Linked DNA regions of Larimichthys crocea: region 1 is linked to region 2. A link is a contact called in public Hi-C data. All regions are on one chromosome and are shown on one strand. The core of a region is the stretch at or near the end of the contact, and the rest is flanking DNA. Distances in the headings are between cores, read along the strand shown. Region 1 holds the start of si:ch211-212o1.2 (transmembrane protein 189). Region 2 holds the start of znf423 (zinc finger protein 423).

The links. Hi-C and Micro-C count contacts between places; a contact is called where the count stands out from the background.
Region 1: a contact with region 2 is called in a Hi-C map of muscle, with 5 times the contacts expected there. The contact joins the promoter of si:ch211-212o1.2 here to the promoter of znf423 in region 2. A contact is called at or near these places in 2 of 7 Hi-C or Micro-C datasets (both in muscle).

What each region holds. Positions count from the first base shown.
Region 1 is chrXXI:9,135,453-9,140,654 of L_crocea_2.0, reverse strand. It overlaps si:ch211-212o1.2 (transmembrane protein 189), which reads right to left and starts at 3,112. Exons shown (of 6, transcript XM_027272532.1): 1 at 2,539-3,112. The coding sequence starts at 2,698.
Region 2 is chrXXI:8,994,526-8,999,477 of L_crocea_2.0, reverse strand. It overlaps znf423 (zinc finger protein 423), which reads right to left and starts at 2,288. Exons shown (of 22, transcript XM_027272576.1): 1 at 902-2,288. The coding sequence starts at 941.

The DNA.
Region 1 (5,202 bases), core at 1,863-4,362, 140 kb before region 2:
CAGTCCAGCTTGATGCACAACTGGTAAGACAGGTTTCCTTTGCTAAGGTCTGAGGCACAGCGTGCACGCTCGAGTCGACGCGTCCACGGTTATAAAAGTACGACTCTGTCCTGTTGGTTGGGTTTTACTTTCACATGTCTGAGCCAGATTGGATCAAAAACCCAATGACAGCCAAAAAATGTCGAGAATTCGAGTATAGATAGATAAGTTAAAGTCCTGAAAACCTTGAGCGGGTTTCTGCAGACCAGCAGACTGAGAGACAGCTTCATCCACCAGGCCATCGGGATGCTGAACTCCCACCCAGCACTGCCCCACATTCCTTCTCTGCCCGCTGGCCCCCAAACTCTGGACACTGGCGACCCCCAGACTCTAAAAAACTTGCAAACCGAATTGCACTCTGTATACATCTTTAATTTTTGATAGACCTCACTGTTTATACTGTCATATTGCCACAATGATACTGTTGGACTGTTGTTTCTGTTCATACTGCCATATTTGCCATATTTATATCTTCCAGATTTACCACTGTCTTTTCTTGGATGTATATATTTTTATTTTATACTTTTTATATCTTTTACATTTCATGTTTATTGCTGTTTGCACCGGGGATAAGAGGGAAACACAATTTCAGTTCTCTGTATGTCCTGTAATATGGCAGGAGCATTGATAATAAAGCTGACTTGAACTTAAACTTGCAGGTTAAGAACCATATCAGGCTTTTCCTGCTTTTGTCTATGGAGCAGGTGAAGGAGTCAGATTCCGATATGATTGGAACAAAAAGATAACAAACACAAAGGAGAGCAGGGCGTGGCTGACGTTAAACAAATGTAGCTTCCAGAGAATATTTTCCCAAGACCACAATGTACACGATTACCCGAGGCCTCGGGGTCACGACGCAAAGGCAACACTTTGTGGTGACGGAGGCAGGCACTTCTGCCAACGACAACAACAACTGCTGTCATTTCATTAAAGTATTTGTAGCCTGTGCACCAGTGGTCCTGAAATTCAGCCTCCGGGGTCCAGACTGCTGCTTAGCTGTATTCTACCAGCCAGTTTTCATTCTCGACGCCTAATCAGAGACTTATTTGGACTGGGACGCCAGGTGAATTTTAAACTATGAGGGGGGAAAAAGGAAAGCAGCAACACTTTGGACCCCGAGGACCGGATTTGAGCATTACCGCTGTAGAGTGTGTCACAGACATTGATTTTATTCTGGGACTAAACGCCGCTCCTAAAGGCAACAACTTCACTGGCGTTTAAATCTACCCATTAATACTGCGGGACTGAAGGCGTTTACCTGACTGCAGATATAAAACATGTGGAGAGATATCCTGAAACCTTATAGCCTACATTTCCCATGATGCAACTCCATAGCAACTTATGTTAAAATGTTCATCCCTAGAAAATGTCCATGTCTTCAAACTCCACAGCCCCGATTTGAAGACAAGCTTCCAATTAAAGCTTCAGAGAGCTCCCTGCAGAGCCATACAAGAGCTTTTACAGGCCGAGACGCACTCTGTGATGAATAAACTGATCCTGATGTGTTAGAATCTGTTGAATGCCCCTTTAACAAAAAGGATCACCCTGGCACAGCAACATTACAAACTGATTTTACATCAACAAAATGTTTAACAGGCCAACAGAGCAAAGCTGATTGAAGAAATCTCTATAAAACCAAAAACGTGGTTGATGGACAGACTTGTACCAGGTTCAGTGAACGTGTTCAAGATGTTTTGGGTATATTACGCCTTTAATAGCCAACAGTACCGTGATGATGACAGGAAATAAAGTGCGAGACCGTGAATGTATCATAAGAACTGGAACCGACTCTCGGCTTTGCTTCCAGATTTGCCGAGTACAGGACACCTCGATTACAATGTTTAATCCAGGAAAGTTTCACATTTGGAAAACTTCCCTTAAACTGAGAACATTTATTTAGTGGGCCACAACCATCATCCATCCATCCATCCATCCATCCAGTTCTATATTCCATCCATGTGAATGACACACAACAGCCAGCGAGTGCCCTAACCTCTATAGTTCATGAGGGGGTCAGTAAATCCATCAATCGGTCCATATTCCAGAACCGCTTTCCCCTATCAGGCGGGTACGCCCTGGACGAGTCACCAGCAGTTGGTGACAGAGGGTCAGTAGATACAGATTTTCAGATCCTGATCATTGAGTTACATGAATGCACTGCACAGTGGAGTTTCCAGGCAGGATGAAGTCAAACTTTCCAGGAGCCTTGAGTACAAGTTAAATAAGTAGTGATGCTGCTGGATGATGGTGCAGGCCTTCACACTGTGTCCTGCTGCATGCACAATAAGAACCACACATGCATCTCAGTGATCATTCAGAAATCACATGTGAGTGTGGAGCCAGCAGCTTCATCATCATCATCATCATCATCATCACCATCACCCTAATGTCGCACTGTGCAGTTCCAGGCCTCTTCCTGTCACCACGTCTCATTCCTAACCCCGTTACCGACAAACACACCGACAGCAACACACACAGCCACAATAACCGGGTCCTCACCGGGAGAGTACAGCCTCGCCAGCTGCCGGGCCCCGGCGTGCTGCGGACCCCAGCGAGGCGCAGCGCTGCGTGCAGCCGACCCGTGCTCGTTCCCGTTCGGATCCTCCTCCGCCATGGACCGGTGCCTGATGTCGGTCTCGGAGAGAAGCGACGCCGCCATGACTCCGCTGCTCGCTGCCTCTCCGCGCTTTGACTCTCAGCGATAAGACATCAATTATAGATCAGACTGGTTGTTGGGTTGTTTGTGGATGGATGGACGGACGCACGGATGGATGCAGGAGGGAGGCTGGACCAGGTGATGTTGGACCGGAGCAGCCGCGCACCACCCGGAAACACACGGAGCTGCGCTGACACGCATCCCGGCTTTGACGCGCTCTGATCGGCTGCAGCTTCTCTCACGAGCCGCTGTTTGTTTGACACGGAGAGAGACCGCGTGCATCATATTTCACACAGTTTAATAACACAGCTGCACGAGCCTTTATTACAATAAACTTTATTAATGCATCCAGCTCAACTGTCATGTCGGCTGCAGGGACCGTCTGCATTTTGCAGTTCTGATAAAAAGTGGAAAGGATGTGTGTGTGTGGGGAATCAAATCATATATTAGTCAAACATTTATTAATAAAAAGACAAAATGATTTCATCCCTGGACACGTGAGCTTTAAGTGCCTGATGATGATGCACGTGCAGAAAAATGGATCCACATGAAAGAGGACCCGCTCCTACCTGTGCAGCACGTGCGACAATGAATTATTATAATGTAATATTTGAATAATATTACCCGCCTTTGTTATGTCGTCTTGAGAAAGTTGGCAACACTGTAAACGACAGTCTGTGTCAGACTGATCCAAATAAAATATGGAAACATGATGAATATGAAACATGAAATCTGACGTGTGTCATTTATTAATCAGCATCCAGTGCAGTGTTCATTTCAGAGTTCAGTCATTTCTTACCCATGTCCAGGAATGATGTTGACTGCAGGTCACTTAGCGCCCAAACGTGTCATTATTATTATTATTAACAAAGGTTTTCTGAATGTTACACAGATAATAATTATAACAATATTTAAGGAATGTACTGTAGAAAGACTCAACTTTTAGCCGTGCAGATGACAACATACCCAGCTGCTCGAACCCTTTTCACATGTCCAGTGAAACATCTTTTAGATGTTAGAACATTTTGAACAGCACGAGCCAGGCTTTGATTCATGCTGAACAAAAGTTCATGGTCCCCAGAAGATGCCTCTGCTGACTTTAATGATGCTCTGACGTCTCCTCCACTGTCACCGTGAGAATGACATTTGTGGTTTTGTGGGAAATGTCTCAAGGACTACTGGATGGATTGAACTGATTTTGGTTCACACATTCATGACCCCATCAGGATGAATTCTGTGGTTTCCCTAACATCTTATTTACCACCACATCACTTCCTGTCTGTCTGACAGGAGGCAGCATGTGAAGCTCTCTGACTCACGGACCATCAGCACCGGTTCTTCCCCTCAAGGCTGAGTTCTTCTCTCTGTACAACAGCTGCACCTCCGGTCATTAATCTGTCAAACTCCTGTAGTTTGGGAACCACACCACTCTCATTTGGGGGGGTGGGAGATTGACCATCTGGTGACCTTGTGAAGGAAGAACAACTTAGAGCTCAAGACTCTGAAGACAGCGGAGTGTCACCTGCCTCCATCAGCCTGTAGGACTCTCAGCGGACACAGAACATCAGCTCCCTCGTCAGGAAAGCTCAGCAGAGGATGTACTCCCTGTATCAGCTGAGTCCATCCTCTCCTCTGCCATCACCATCAAATGTGCAGCTGCTACCGCCAAGGACAAGAGCAGTGTATCATTTGATCTGCTGAGATGGTGACAACTCCAGGACCTGCACACCTCCAAGACCCTGAAGCATGTTCGCAAACTAGAGGCTACGATCCACCTGGACCTGGAAAATTCATGCCATAAGAAATGTTTCTTCCCAACTGGAGCTGCCCACGGCTGTACATCACTTTTATTTCATCATTAAAAACAGCTACAGTTTATATTCAAGCACCAATACACCAAGAAAAATCCATGATTCCAGATTCTGATCCTGAGAGGTAACCATGTCTGTGCAGCGTTTGCTTTCAGTATCTCATTATTTGGATTTAAAGACCTGTAGCTGATCATTTTACTGTGTCTCATTGCTCATTCACACCAGGTCTAAGTATTTGTTTGATCCACTAAACCTTATTTCATCAAATCATCAAATTGCCTGAAGATAAATCTTGATGCTCTGTGTCTGCTGGATATGGAAGTAGGCAGTTGTCCAATGACATGTAACAATTTGCTAAACCTATTACACTCATTAAACTCATATTTTGCAGTGTGTTCCACACCAAACTAAGATATAATAATTTGCTAATGCTCAATAACTGCTGTTACTGGTCAATTTGAACTCCACCTATACTCTTGATCCTTGATTCATTCATATTTCAAGTCTGATACGTTCTGTAACTTCTAATATCCGTGTGCTCCTGCTATCTAAGCCAGAACAGGCGAAGCACTCGGTTCAACCTGACTCTACTAAGATTATTTGCAGCACTGGTTGACAGCTGTTCACCGACATACACACACAATGAACTAAAACCAGGCAGCATGTGTCTTTTTCCATCAGTGGATACAGCAAAGT
Region 2 (4,952 bases), core at 1,039-3,538:
GAGGCTTAACTTCAGAAAACCTGCAGGAGAGTTCTCAGATCCTCCGATGCTGATCAAAACACCCAGCTTGATCCGCTGTCACAGATCAGCTTGTTCTCCCCCCACGGACACTCACAGAAAAGGGAAAGCCTATATGGTGGAGGAGGAAATGGGGGAGGGAGTGAGGGAGGGTGGCAACCACATGGTCAGCCCCGTCCCGTTGCCCATCTGGGTCCCATAAAGGAAACATGGAGGCCAAGGCCACCACATGCCCTCATGCATGATGCCCACTCACCCATGCACTGCAATGAATACTAGTTTATGGTAATGAGAGAAGCTGAGGCTTCCTTTAGTTCAAAAATAATAATAATAAGTTTGGACTACTTTACTTTAATTTGGAAAATTTAAAAGAGTTCACATGTGCACAAACCTCGCGAGGGAAGCAGAAATAAAACAAACACAGGAATATTCTAAAAAATCTTAAATGAAGCAACCTCCCTTTAAAAAAAAAAAGGTGTGGACAATTACAACAAATCTGGACTTTAAATTATTATTTTGGAGTCATTGTGAGTCATGTTTGAGGGAGGGGAGGGTGGGGGTCAGATTTTAGCAGTGCAGCATCACAACAGCATGGGAATAATCCAGATTACATGTGTGCAAGTGAATTTACAACAAAAAGAAAAAAAACAGTAAATCATCCTGTGACTGTGACAGTGTGGCAGCTGCAGCTTCTTTTTTGATTTCATCACTTTTCTCTCCTTGCAAACAATCAGGGTGAAAGTGGAGGCAGCACACTAATTGTTAAAAGGTAAGAGACGGTGATTCAGAGTGGCTGCAAGCCTTCAGGGGCACATTCAATTCAATTAGCCGACAGGCAACAAGACTTTTTTTTTTTATGAGCTTCAAAATAAACATTTCTTACCTTTAACGGAGCGAGGTTTGGCCTGTTTCCGTCTGGACATCTCTGCTGCCGAGCTGCTTTTATTTTTATTTTTATTGTTATTATTATTTCTAGTTTTATTCTCTAATTATTTTCTGTTCCGTTCCGTGTTTTCAGCTAACCATGCAGGCGGACACAGTCGGGTTATCTCTCCTTCTTCTTCCTCCACCAGCAGCTCCACCGCTTCTCTGCTGCTGCTGCTTCGCCTGTTGCAATGCGGCAGCTTCAGCCTCCGAGCCCGGCGACAGCAAACCCCGCAGAAACGCACCTCTGGAGCCGGTGGAGTGACCGCGCGGCTCCGGTTGAAGGAGGTGGAGGTGGCGGCGCGCGGCTCCTCTGGTGCGTTTTTTTTTTTTTTTTTTTTGTTGCGGTGGCTGGAGCTCACGCAACCTGTAGAATAAACGAGGGGACAACTTCCCGTCCGCTCTGCCCTCCTTCCTCTCCGTTAACAGCGTCACTCTTTCTTTCTTTTTTTATTTTATTGTCTGTTTTGTTTCTTTCTTCTTTTTTTATCCAGCACGGGGGGGCGCGAGCTGCCCAAAGCCAAAAAGAAGCCACGCGCGCGCGAGCGAGCGAGCGAACACCTGAGCAAAAAAAAAAAAAGCTCCGCGCGGTGATCTGGAAAAGTGACAGTCCGAGCGCGAGGCGAGGTTGGAGGTGTCACGAGCGGTTAACGTGACCCGTCCAGGTGAGGAGCAGCACGGACCGAACCGAAACGTGGCTTCTCCTCCTTCTTCTTCTCCTTCTTCTCCTCTTTCCTCTCCCTCCCCTTCCTCCGCTCTCCTCCGCGTCTTCGTCTTTTATTTAGTTTATCGAAACTATTTTTTCTGTCCCCTTCCAGGTGAGCGGCACCGACCCGAACCGACCAGCCTTCCCGTGTTCCGTCCCGCTTATTCTACACTAGGCATTGGTGTTGGTGGAGGTGGTGGTGGTGGTAGTGGTGGTGGTCTGGTGGCATGGACATTGCGCTCTTCCCCTGCATCTCCACCCCCGAGGGGAACACCGCTTATTCTACCCACTTTTCCCCTTTTTGTTAATATTTCTCAAAGCCCCGGTTCGCAGCCTGGTGTTTCTCGCAGTCTAACCCTTCGCTAGCCTCTGTCTCCCTGCTTTTTCTTTGTCCTGACTCTGGCTACCAGTCTCCCTCCTCCTCCTCTGCCTGCCTCTGCTGGCGGGGCTGCGGCGCAGACACACATAATAAAGCCAAGGCAGGCAGTGCTTGGCTGGAAATGTAGCCGCGTCCCAGCAGGGGGATGTGAGAGAAGGGTCCCGGCGGGGGAGCGCTCTGATCCCGCAGGGAGCAGCTCGGCACAGCCCGGGTTGGCTGAGGCAGAGAGGCAGGAGAGAGAGGCAGGCTGGGCTGACGGGAGAGAGAGAGAGAGAGAGAGAGGGAGAGAGGGGAGGGAGGGAGAGAGAGAGAGAGAGAGAGGGGGGAGTGTTAGGCAACAGCGCCTGGCTGTGGATGATACGCACAACTACAACAGGGACTCTGAGAATACAGAGGAAGGAGGCAGAGGGAAAATGTGGACTTGGATTGAAGTGGGATGTGGAAGAGGTGCTGAACTTTAAAAAAGAAAAAGGTGCAAGTTTAAGAACCAAGACGGGGTTTGTGATCTGGAGTGATGGACAGTCCTGGTGTCACCTGGTGTTTGGGTGTGTAGGTCTAAATCGGGCGGCGTCACAACATGTCACTCTCCATCCTTGTGTACCTCTGCTCCTCAAAGCAAGCGCCGTCTCCTTATACTCGCTTTGTTTACATGTTACATAAGACGCATGACTCTGTTTTCATTCGTGTGTCGTCATGTTACCTCAGAATGAACCCCACACACGCTTTCCACCGTAAAACTCACAAACTTTCATGTTTTGTTTTTGGCGTGTTTAACATGATCCTCTACTTTCTCCTTCACACTAGATCAGTGGTTCTTAACCTTGTTGGAGGTACCGAACCCCACCAGTTTCATATGCTCATTCACCGAACCCTTCTTTAGTAAAAAATAAAATATGATTTTTTTTTTTTACTGGTGCACAAAATGAACCGTGCATTAACATCACCTTGTTCAAATAACAAAACCAACACAGTGCATGAACTCACAACAACTTACCTCAGTGTGACTTCTGCTGTTGCCTTTGAGAGACCAGTTCAGATATGCGTGGCTTCACCTTGGCAAGTGCCAGCCTCATGTCATTTTCACAGCAAAGTCTGTTCCTTTTCTTAGTTTTTATGTCCAGCATCCTCGAAAACGATTGCTCACAAAGATATGTTGTAACAAATGGTATAAAAAATTCCAGGGCGGAGGCTCCACCGAACCCCTGAGACCGACTCACCGAACCCCTAGGGTTCGATCGAACCCAGGTTAAGAACCACTGCACTAGGACAAGGAGAGGATGAGGCGAGGGGGTTGCAATCAGCAACTACAACGCCTACCTACTGTAGTTAAAGGCGCTCTTCTCACTATTTGTATAAAAAAACACATTTCCTGGGATTTTGTTTCTTCGTTTTGTCAGCTGCTTCATAGAAATTCACCTCAGATTGTTGCAGCTGTTGGAGGGAAACATATCCATCCCCCTTTAATGTTTTTCTGGGGGGGAGTTAAGAAAGTTATAACTTGAGTCTTCACCTTCAGCTTGAATCACCGAAGATAATGAACTAATAAGTCATTTATTTATCATTAAAGTAATGTCTCGTTGAGATGTAAACATCCAAAAACTGCAAAGTTCCTCTGCAGTCCCAACGTACACTTATCTTTATCTTATATTCATTTCACTCTGTTGGTATCTTAACACACTCACATATAAATACTTCCTCTTTTATTTACATACCCCGATACAAACGTACACTACTCTGCACTTTAAGGCTTTAAAGCTGAACTGCATTTGGTTGACTCAGTGCTTCGTACAGACGTGGATTGACTCTGTAATGTTTCATCTCGTCACAGGATTTGTCAGACGTGTTCTCATCTCCCCGTTTCTTGGGGCGTTTTTCACTTCATTTGTGGTGGCTTAATTTCTCTCGGACAGTGTTTCACAGGATTAGTTTAAGCCTATTCATTTAAGGCTGAGCAGAACCTATCCGTGCGAAATGAACATTTTCCACTACTTTTTTTTTCTTTTTTTTTTGATGGAGACCACATGAAACGTCTGTTTCGGCCCTCCGTGTTGTACGGTGATGTTTTAAAAATCTGCTGAGGGCATTTCCTTTAAAAGAAAACACCTCCGTGTCCTCCGTTGCCCCTTTTTTTTTTTTTTGCTTTGCAGCTTCGTCTAAGAAGAAACCAATTTTCTTTTCTTTCTTTTTTCCACATAGGAGGGCAGAGTGAAAATAAACCGTTTGACTTACTGTATAAACATAATTCAATTAGCCACACCAGTGTGTGCATGCATGTGTGTGTGTGTCCATGCATGCATGTGTGTGTGTGTTTGTGCCTCTTCTTCAAAGCTCCTTTATTTCCAGTAAAGAAAAGAAGGGACACGTCTGTGGACAATATAAAGCAGACAAAGAGGGGAAAAAATGAAAATCACTGGGTGCTTTGTTCTTCACACTCTGCTCCAACTGAGCGCTCTCTGACCGCAGCTGAGCTTTTCCATGTTCTCTCTCTCTCCCTCTCTTTGGTTGTCATGGATAACTGGGTAACGTGGAGCTCCCTGTGCTAACCAGCAGGACCACTGCCCTCCGCAGATTGAGCCTCCCCCCCCTCGCCCCATCCTCCCACGGAGAGACAGAGCAGCCTTTAAGATTGACCCCCTGCTGGGCTCTGGAAGGTGGGGGGCTCTTGTCTCTGTGCTCCCTCTCCCCCTCCATCTCCCCTCTGCCTTCACCCGAAACCCGTGTGTGCATTTCTGTTTGTGTGTGTGTGTGTGTGCACGCTTGCATAGCTCCCCCAGTGTGACTGCCGCTGGCATGGAGGGGCAAAAGCCCTCACTCAGTGGTTGGTCCCCCCCTCCAACCCTGTGCCCCCTCCTCGTTTCTGCCGGTAAATACAAAGAGTGGGAAAAAAGCCCACATTACAAGCTCCTTAAGGGTCAAGGACAGGCC